2 separate regions of the Pan troglodytes genome follow, and region 2 is linked to region 1. The links are chromatin contacts, called in public HiChIP or PLAC-seq maps. All regions are on one chromosome and are shown on one strand. The core of a region is the stretch at or near the end of the contact, and the rest is flanking DNA. Distances in the headings are between cores, read along the strand shown. Region 1 holds the start of CIB2 (calcium and integrin binding family member 2). Region 2 holds the start of IREB2 (iron responsive element binding protein 2).

What was found. HiChIP or PLAC-seq counts read pairs in DNA pulled down with a chosen protein or histone mark.
Region 2: an H3K4me3 HiChIP or PLAC-seq map of stem cell-derived excitatory neurons shows a contact between it and region 1, with 4 times the contacts expected there. The contact joins the promoter of IREB2 here to the promoter of CIB2 in region 1. A contact is called at or near these places in 1 of 7 Hi-C or Micro-C datasets (stem cell-derived neural progenitor cells) and 1 of 1 datasets of contacts at active chromatin or transcription factors (stem cell-derived excitatory neurons).

Annotation. Positions count from the first base shown.
Region 1 is chr16:70,076,757-70,082,084 of NHGRI_mPanTro3-v2.0_pri, reverse strand. It overlaps CIB2 (calcium and integrin binding family member 2), which reads left to right and starts at 2,522. Exons shown (of 6, transcript XM_510523.8): 1 at 2,522-2,802. The coding sequence starts at 2,752.
Region 2 is chr16:70,382,248-70,387,575 of NHGRI_mPanTro3-v2.0_pri, reverse strand. IREB2 (iron responsive element binding protein 2) reads right to left here and starts at 2,161. Exons shown (of 22, transcript XM_063794250.1): 1 at 1,838-2,161.

The DNA of each region.
Region 1 (5,328 bases), core at 1,273-3,772:
GTGACCCCTGAAGGCTGGTCACCAATCCCCAGGCTAATGAATTGCTTCTTACCCCTCTGATAGCAATTGATGGTGCCTCTGAAGACTCTTGTGATTTTAACAGGGTGACATGTCTGTTCAGCTGATGGCTGCTGTTCTCACCAGGGAGTGGCAAAGTAAGGTTGGAAAACCCCAACCAGTAGCCTCAGATATAAAAGAAAACTAAAAGCATGAGGGATCATCTGCCAAACTTGAAGCCCTGTTCCCATCAGAACCCACAAGCTTCAGCAGCCTAAGCAATCACTCTCAAAGTATGGTTCCAAGACCAGCTGCATCAGTGTCACCCAGGAACCCTTTCGATACCCACATTCTTAGCCACCCCAGACCTTCTAAATCAGAAACTCTAGGGGTGCAGCCTCCCAAGTAATTTTGATACATGCTCCCAGGTGGTTTCAGAACCACTATCCTAAAGTAACAAACCACGCATTTTAAAGCATAAAGTCTTGATCTCGCCCAGGCATGGTGGCTCACGCCTGTAATCCTAGTACTTTGGGAGGCCAAGGCAGAAGGATCACTTGAACCTGGGAGTTGGAGACCAGCCTGGGCAACACAGTGAGACTCCATCTCTATTTTATATATATATATATATATATATATATATATATATATATATATATATATATATATATAAAAATTAAAAAAAAAATCCTGATCTCTTCAAAGTCCACTGGCAGTTGTGGAATGGTATGTTGAGCCAGTGCCTGGGTCCAGTCCAGGTTCTACTAATTCCCAGCTGTGGGACCCTGGGCAAGTTACTGAACCTCTCTCAGCCCAACTCTTTGCCTATAATATGGAGATAATACCTACTGATTCAGTTGTCCTGAGTTTAGAAATAACAGTTGTATGGGCTGGACCCCAGAAAGATAGCGGTGACTCCATTTGGTAGATGGGGAAGGAGTTCAGAACATGCCACCACAACATATGCTGCTCTGGCATATTGAGTATTTGAGTTAAAGGCACTTGAAAAGTAGCAGATGCAAGAAGGACACTCTTGATCATCCTTCTTTTTCTAAAAAACAGATGAGGCCGGGCATGATGGCTCACATCCTATAATCCCAGCACTTTGGGTGAGAAGCCAAGGTGGGTGGATTGCTCGAGCCTGGGAGTTCAAAACCAGCCTGGGCAACACGGCAAAACCCCATCTCTACAAAAAAATACAAAAATTGGCCGGGCGTGGTGGCTCAGGCCTCTAATCCTAGCACTTCGGGAGGCTGAGGCGGGTGGATCACCTGAGGTCAAGATTTCGAGACCAGCCCAGCCAACATGGTGAAACCTCTCTCTACTAAAAATACAAAAAAAAAAAATTAGCTGGGTGTGGTGGCATGCGCCTGTAGTCCCAGCTACTCGGGGAGGCTGAGGCAGAAGAATCGCTTGAACCCAGGAGGCGGAGGTTGTAGCGAGCCAAGATCGCGCTACTGCACTCCAGCCTGGGCGACAGAGGGAGACTCCATCTCAAAAAAAAAAAAAAAAAAAAAATTAGCTGGGCATGGTGGTGCACGCCTGCGGTCCCAGCTACTGGGGAGGCTGAGGTGGGAGAATCACCTGAACCAAGGAGGCGGAGGTTGCAGTGAGCTGAGATCGCGCCACTGGACTCCAGCCTGGGCGACAGAGTGAGACTCCATCTCAAAAAAAAAAAAAGTATTTAGATTTTGCCAGTTCTCAGGGTCTTCATTTCCTTATGAGGGCTTCCACGTCATGTAAAACTTGTATTAAATCTGTTTTTCTCCCCTTAATCTGTCTTATGCCAAATTAATTCTCAAGCCCAGCCAAAGACCCTAGGAGGGCAGAGGTAAAGTCCTGCTTCCCTTACAATGGCATCTGCTTAAAAGCTCCAAAAAATGTCTTGGCCTTTGTCACACTTCTGTGGACACAGTCAAGTCCTTTAAATCCTCTCAAGTCTCACGTTTGTAACCAAGGGCTCAGAGAAAGCCAAGTAAATCCTGTCCTGCTCCCTAAGGAACACAGAAGGTCTGAGATGCCCTGCCTAGGCCGCGGCCAAAGGCCAGATGGGCTTCCCGAGGCCTGGCCGGGAGGGCCTCAGATGTCAGCTTGACTGACCCCCTCCTTCTCCCCAGAGGGACAGGGCCCGGGTAAGGGCTTGACCAAGGTCGCGACGCGAGACGGTGGCGGAGCCCGGCCCCAGCTAGATCCACGCACTCACAGTCCTCGCTGCCGCCCCCGCCCCAGGTCAAGGGGCGCCACTCGCCCCACTGCCCGCCTCGACAGGGTTTTTTCCCAGGCCCCGCACCCTCACGCCGTGCGACCTGGACTCCCACGGCGGGACCCGGGCGCACGCCTCTTCCTGCTGCGGGGCGGAGTCGCCGCCGCTCCGGGTCTTTGTCCCCGCCTCCGAGACCCCCGCGCGCCCCCAGCACTTCCGGCCGCGGGAGCCAAGGGTTCGTGCCGGGCAGCGTCTCCCAGGGCCAGGTCGCCTCCTGCCGGGACCCGGGCGCGCTGCAGCCGCGGAGCCGGGTGCCCGCCCCTCTTCCCGCCGGGGGCGGAGTCGCTGCCGCTCCGGGTTCCCGTCTCCGCCTCCGAGACCCCCGCGCGCCTCCTCCGGGCGAGCTGCGGGGCGGGAAGGGTCCGGCCACCGTGGGCCGCTGCCAGCCGCGGGGCTGCCGAGGGCCGCGGGCACGGGGCGCTGGCTCCGGGTCTGGCGGCCGCTGATGGGAGGCGGAGCCCGGGCGGGCGAGCGGCGGCGCGGCGGCCACCATGGGGAACAAGCAGACCATCTTCACCGAAGAGCAGCTAGACAACTACCAGGTGAGCTCGGCGCGCCCGGCCCCCAACGCAGGCCCCGCCGCCCCTCCCTTTTCTCGGTCGCTGGCCGAGGCCTCCCGAGAGCCAGCTCTCCCAGGTTCAAACCCTGCCTCTGCCTTCAGGTCGCCGCGTGACCTTGGGCCGGTGACTTCCCCTCGCCGTGCCTCAGTTTCCCCACCGGTGGAATAAGAGCTCTTTCCAGTTGGAAGAGCCTCTCAGGCGCGCGTCTCTCCAGGTACTCTCGCCCTAGGCAGGACCCGAACCCCTCTCCAGCCACCCATTCCAGCGCCCACCTGGCCCGGAGAGGGAAGTCAGTAAACTAGGCTGGACAGAGGACCGCCCTCCCCGCTCCCTGCCCCCCAGCCCCAGGAAGGAGCCCAGGAGAGCGAGTCTCTGTAAAGCAAAAATGAGAGCTGGCGTCCTGTCTGGTTTAGGAGTGGGGTGCATCAGTCTCCACATGCGGTCTTCCCTTGGGACTGTGTTTATCTGCTGGGGTTCGCTCCTTTTGACCCCAGCATGGAGATAACTGGAGCAAGAACGCAAGCCCGGTAGCAGCCTTCCAGGGCCACCTCTCCCAGCTCCCTTAGGCCCTCAGTAGCCACCTCCTTAGACCTTTCTAGGTTTTCCTGCCTCCAGAGCCAGCTTTCCAGATCTGGAATCCCAATACCGTCCCACCCAGGTAAAAACTTTGCTGTGGTTGCGGGATGAAGCCCAACCCCTTGGCTTACCCAGAGCCCTGGCCAATTGCTCAGCTTATCTCTGCAGCCCCAGTCTCCCCAGGTCCCTTCCCTGCCCTCTGCATGGCAGCCGCCTTAAAACCATTTGCAGTTGCTCCAGCTCACCAGGCTCATTCCTCCCTCCTTCTCTCCCTCTGCCCATGCCATTTCCTGGGCCTGGATGCCTTTCCCCCCTCCAAAGGATCTCTTTCACCCTTCAAGTCCCACATCTGATGCCTCTCCCCTGACTCCCCAGGCGGAGGGGGCAGGATTGTGTTGTGGCCTGTGTAACTGGGCAGGAGGAACACCAACAGGGTCTCCATAGGCACTTGTTGCCTTCATCAGTGCTTACTTTGGCTGTGAAGGAAAGCAGATGTGAAGTGTGGGTCCTCTGATGTGGGTGAAGGTAAAACAAAGGCCCCTTCTCCTCCTAGAAGCCCTAGTTGTCAGTAATGGATTTCTCAGCTCCCCAGGTGAGGCCCTGGGAAGGAAGAGGGGAGACACATTTATGGAGCACCTGCTGTGTACCAGGCACAGTAATTGATGCCCTCTATGCATCAACTCACTTGATCATCACAGTGAGGTGGATTATTAGCCCATTTTACAGACGTGTAAACAGAGGCTGAGGAGCCATTCAGGACTCACACAGGATTTCGAATCTTGACTCCTAGGCTCACTTCTTTAGTTGGGAGTGGGCTGGGCTGGGCCATGTGTGCTTTTTGTCCCCAAGGCACTCAGTCTCAGACACTCAGAGACAGACTCTCACCTCCAGTGTGTGGCCCTTGTGATAGAGGCAGGTGGTGGAGTGTGTTCTAGGGAAGGGCACTAGTGGGCAGCGGGAGGCCAGCAGGGAAGGGGGACAAAGTCCAGAAACGATACAGCACTTGAGCAGGCCTTGGGAAGATAGGTGGGGTTTTGCCCAGTGGGGCCCAGAGGAGGCATTCCAGGTGGAGGGGACAGCGTGGATAAAGGCTTGGGAGTGGGCAGGGGCAAGCAGGCAAGCCATGCTCAGAAGTGAGGAGTAGCTTCATGGGGGTGGGGAGCCCAGGTTCCCACTCCAACCAGCCTGGCATTGGGTTACTCATCGGAGCCAGTCCCAGTGTTAGGTTCTGATCCTTTGCCAGAGCCTAGCTAGACCCTGCCAGGCGGGGTGGGAGAAATGAGAGCTGTGAAACCTGAGAGCCCCACATCTCCTTCCCTCTGGCTCTCCAGCCAGCCATGTGTCAGCCAGGGCTGAGTGGGGGTGAGCCTGAGTTACAGCACCCTCTCCCCTAAGTGACACCTAGGGTTTCTTGGGACCTCCCAGCCTGGTAGTCTAACCTTTCCTGGGCAGGGTGCACCCTCTTGGTTCCCGGTGCCGGTGATTCCCAACGTTTAAGCTTCTGTCCAGACCACTCCTCTGCATTGTACGGCCATCCCCCAGACCCCTCAAACTCCAAAACAGGGGTCACAGCCTCCCCAACACCCACTGCTGCTCCTCCAGCCATTTCAACTCTCTGCTCTCCCTCAGCCCATGTTTTCAGTTAAGAACAAGGCCTGTGACTCAGCCTCTTTTGTGGGTCACCTGGAGGTCCCCTCCTCCATCCCCACAGCCAGAGCCCTGGGCTAGGCCTGCTCAGTCTCCTGCAAACTGGAGGTCTGACTGCTCCCTCCTGCGCCCCTCCTGCCCATCCCCCTCCAGCCAGCCGCCCTCTTAGTTCTCTCACTCTTCCTTCATCTCTTTCTTTCTCTTCCTTTTTTTTTTTTTTGAGAGGGAGTCTCGCTCGCTCTGTCACCCAGGCTGGAGTGCAGTGGTGTGATCTCGGCTCACTGC
Region 2 (5,328 bases), core at 912-3,411, 310 kb before region 1:
ACACAGGGCTAGTATCCACCACACTGGAAAGCATAGCTCTAAACCATAATTTGTCAAGTAAAAACTAGTAAGATAATTCACTCCTGAAATGTGTTAAGAATACCTGGAAAGGGACAATAAGAATGATTTAAATAATCCACGGGGACGTTTTGGAAAGACATGTCTTGAAAACTGCAGAGACAGGAATTTGTGAATTCCACAATTAACATTAGAGGGACTGATTAAAAAAAAAAAACAAAAGACGGATTTTTACAGAGCATTCAATAAACCAAAACAAAAAAACTTCTCAGTTAAGTCCTTACCAGGGCTTAGTACTGAAAATAAAAGTAACAGAATCTCTAGGAAATTAGCATATTCTCCCCGAAAGAGACAAGTCTTCTGGTTTTGCACGAACTGAAGCTGAACTACAAAGTCAAAGATCCAGAGGTCTCATTTAAACGTGCCTCAGCTCCCAACATTCTAGGGGGCAGTGGCGGGGAGGCAGCCTTGAGGTTGAAAAGAACCTTCAGATCTTTTGTGCAGACTCATAGCGGTGGGTGGCCAGGACCCTCAACATTGTTAAGGCTTTCATCCAAAAGGAGAAAACATAAGCACAGCCCATTTTCAGAATGAACAGTATTTTTTTCTCTTTTTTTTTTTTTCGTAGAGGGAGGTGGACGGGGGAGGAGACAGCGGTGCAATAAATGGTCGGAGAACTGACTGACCAATGTTCAACCTTGACTGCCCCTCATTCGGCTTCCAGAGGCACAGAGAGACTGAGGGGCCTTAGGCTGGACCGTGGAATCAACATCTAGCTGCGTGAGACCCGAACACGGAGACGCAGGCCCCCGCCTTCATCGCTCGCCAATGGGGGGCGGGCAGGAGAAGACAGTGGGCCTCTCCCTGCCCCTGGTGTTGCTGACGGGGGCCAGGAAGCCGCTGGCAGCAGGCAGCGGCCACCAGAGAGAGGGGTGCGGGTCAAGGCCAGCGGTGGGGCGGCCCGCCCTGCGGGGGTCGCGCAGGAGGGTGGGGATCGGGAGCCCCAGCTTCCGCGGCCTAGGCTCAAAGGGCGGCCCAGCAGGCAGGCCCCGAGGGGAGCACGACCCGAGCCCCGAGGGCCTGGGCGCCTGCCGAGCGACTCCAGGCGAGAAAAGCAAGGAATTCGGCGCCTAGGCAGCGCGCGTTTCCAACTGCCAGACCCAGCTCGGAGGCCCGAAACTGACCTGCTGTTGGGGCGTCCATCGCCGGAGACCATATTATCCCTCCGGGGAGGGGGCCAGCGGGGGAAGAAGGGGGAGGCCGGGCAGGGAAGACGGGGAGGAAGACAGGCGGACTGACAAGGGAGGAAAGAAGGAAGCAGGCTCGCGCAAATATCGCGAGAGCCGCAGAGCCAGCCCCGGGTCTGCGCTCGCGGGATTTGTCGCCTAACTCCCGCGAGATCGTCGGACAGGAAAACAAAGAAAGAGAAGGGGCGGAGCTAACCAAAAAGCGATTTCTCGCGCCGTCGCCGCTGTTCTCGCGAGCGGGGGCGGAGCGCTGGGGAGGCTCCAGTGGGGGCGTTGGCGTGGCTAGTTTGGCCTTCGCAGCGATCCGTTACTTAGTTGCGGCCTTAAGTTTTCTATTGGGGTCATGAATTCGAGCGGTGTTTGCCTTCCCGCAAGGTGTCTGTCGGAGTCAGGGTCGGAATCGGAACTACTAGGAGAAAGAGCTCAAGGAGAACCGCTTTCCCCTAACTATAAAGCCTTGCATTAACTTGTCAGACGTGGGCGGCCCACACGCGTGTTTTCAAGTGGGGGCGGCCATACTGATCGGGCGCGTGGGAGGCGCTCAACTGTTGAATGAATGAATTTTTTCTTACCCTCCGGTAGCTTCCGTGATTGCCGACTTCTTCCCAGTGGCAGTTAACACATGCTTAAGCCTCTCCATCCTTCCGCCTCAGCTCCTCCGGTCCCTGTGTTCTCCACCTACCCAGCATTATCTCCTGTCGCAGCAACTTACCAGAAAGAGTCGCTCATACTCGGCTCTCCCCCACCCACTTCTTATCCAATTCCAGTCTGGCTTCCACTCCCAGAAATGCCTTTAGCCAAGGCCAGCTATAACTCCACTTTCTAATCTCACATATCTCAATCTTGACTGGTTCTCTCCCATTGTTGAAAAATACTCTCCATCAGCTTCTGTGACCTCAGACTCTACTTTTGTTTCTTCTCCTAAGGGTGCTTGATCTCAGGCTCCTCTGCAGACCTCTTCCTCCGCCCAGCTTTTAAATGTACTGGGCACTTGATGGGCACAGTAGCTCATGCCTGTAATTCCAGCACTTTAGGAGGCCAAAGTGGGAGGATGGCTTGAGCTGAAAAGTTCAAGACCAAACACAGCAACGTAGTGAGACCCTATCTCTACAAAAAAAATTTAAAAATTAGCTGAGTTGTGGTGGCATGCACCTGTAGTCTCAGCTACTCAGGAGGCTGAGGTGGGAGGATCACTTGGGCCCAGGAGATTGAGGCTGTGGTGAGCCATGATTGCACCACTGCACTCCAGCCTGAGCAACACAGCAAGACCCTGTCTCAAAAAAAAAAAATATATTGGACATTAAATGTGTCCCAGGGCTCTGGCCTTGTACCTCCTCCCTCTGTCCATTTTCCCTGGCCCATCTCTTGCTTCCTTTGACTTCAGTTATTAGTTAATATGTTGATGCTTCCCAGTCTGCCTGTGACCTGAGCCTATCTCCTAAACCCGGAGGTGTATATCCTAGTACCCATGGGATGCCTCCACATCCCAAGGCACCTCAAACTAAAAATCTCCAAAACTGAACTCGTCATTCCCCTCCTTAAACCTACTATTCCTTTTGTATTGCCTGTATTAGCGAATGGCGCCACCATCCACCTGGTTGCCCAAGCCAGAAATCAACACATTATACCTGACTCCTTCATCCACTCCCTTTAATCATTGATCCAAGCCCTGTCAACCCAAACTCCAATATATTTCCTTTATTCACCTTGCTATATTTTGTAACATCTCCTTTACAATCCCAGCATGAAATTCATAGGTAATATAATCTACATACACGATAAATAATCTACTTAATTACCTAACTGTAATATAAAGGAGAAAAATAGGAAAGTAATTTATTAGAAAATAATATGTATTACAATACGTAGCTGCACAGGCATGTCTATATTAGATGACAAAATTGAGTAGTCAGATGCTTGTATCTACTTATAACGAATGAGTTTGGTTTTACAGGACATATAATATTCGACTGGGCCAGGCACAGTTGGTGGCTCAAGCTTGTAATCCCAGCACTTTGGGGAGCCAAAGCCGCAGGATCGCTTGATGCTAGGAGTTTGAGACTAGCCTGGGCAACATGGTGAGACCCTGTCTCTACAAAAACTTAAAGAGTTAGCCAGACATAGTGGTGCATGCCTGTAGTACCAGCTACCGTGAGACAGAGGCAGGAGGATCACTTGAGCCCAGAAATTCAAGATTACAGTGAGCTATGATTGTGCCACTGCACTCCAACCTGGGAGACAGAATGAAACCCTGTCTCAAAAAAAGATAAGGCCTGGGCGGTGGCTCACGCCTGTAATCCCAGCACTTCGGGAGGCTGAGGCGGGCGGATCACGAGGTCAGGAGATGGGAGATCATCCTGGCTAACACGGTGAAACCCCGTCTCTACTAAAAGTACAAAAAATTACCCGGGCGTGGTGGCAGGCACCTGTAGCCCCAGCTACTCGGGAGGCTGAGGCAGGAGAATGGCGTGAACCCAGGAGGCGGAGCTTGCAGTGAGCCGAGATTTCACCACTGAACTCCAGCCTGGGCAACAATGCAAGACTTCGTCTCAAAAAAAAAAAAAAAAAAAAAGATAATATTCAGCTGAATATGGTCAACACTTTTTATGTCTGACATTGCAAAATAAGGATTCAATATATACATACATATCATGCATAAATATATATTATGAATGCATATATGGTAAATGCACATATGTATAAAATGTACATATATATCATGAATGGCCTCTAAAGACTAATGAAAATATGTTAGAGACTCAAATATTGGAAGTGTTGTCACTATTGTGATTTTCTGAAATGGTGAATAACTCTTGATAAAGTTCAAAACAAAAAAAAATAAAACCTTTGCTTTTTTTATGCAATAGTTGTATTCCTAGAAAATTCCGTATATATTAAAACCATACACAAATTACTTTTGTTTCTACTTGTATATGGGGTTAAACTCTAGGCTCAGATAATTATAAACAAATTTGTTGTTATTGTTTTTATGTTTGTGTGTATGTTTAATGTACTTGAATATCTGACAGTATGGGTCTTGTTTGATTCTTTTTTTTTTTTGAGACGGAGTCTTGCTCTGTAGCCCAGGCTGGAGTGCAGTGACATGATCTTGGCTCACTGCAACCTCCGCCCCTCGGGTCCCGGTTCAAGCAATTCTCCTGCCTCAGCCTCCTGAGTAGCTGGGAATACAGGCACGTGCCATCATGCCCAGCTAAGTTTTATATTTTTAGTAGAGACGGGGTTTTACCATGTTGGCCAGGCTGGTCTTGAACTCCTGACCTCGTGATCCGCCCATCTCAGCTTCCCAAAGTGCTGGGATTACAGGCGTGAGCCACCGGGCCTGGCCCTTGTTTGATTCTTTGTTGTGTAATTCTATAGTGTGGAATGCAGGCAATCTAACATTCATTGAATCCCAAAAGTGCCCCATGATGGTGACAAACAAAAACACCCATTTTCTCAGTGTCCCGCTTCCACTGAGAAGCACTAACTTAGAACAATCATGATATGCTCCCGTGTGGCTGGACTTATTACTTTTTTTTTTTTTTTAACAGTTTTATTTACTTTTTGAAAATTTTATTTATTTTAAGACAGAGGTCTGTTTATTTGGCCTGGACCGATCTCAAACTCCTGAGTTCAAGGGATTCTCCCACCTCAGCCTCCCAAGTAGCTGGGACTACAGGCATATGCCATCTCAGTCAGCTTTAACAGTTTTATTGGGATTTAATTTAAATATCATAAAATTTACCTATTGTTAAACCTTCTTATTTTGTGACAATTGTAGATTTACATGTAGTTGTACTAAGTAATAAAGATCCCATATACTCTTCACCTAGTCTTCCTCCATGTAGCATAGTACAATATAAAAACGAGCAAATTGACATTCATACAATCATTCCACCTTACTCAGATTTAGGCAGTTCTACATGTACTCCTTTGTAGGGGGGGGGTGTGTGTGCGCACGCGCACACAGGCGCACATGCACGTGTGTAGTATTTAGTTCACATGTGTGGCTTTGTGTGGCCATCACTACAGTCAAGATATGGAACATTTCCAAGGATCCTTC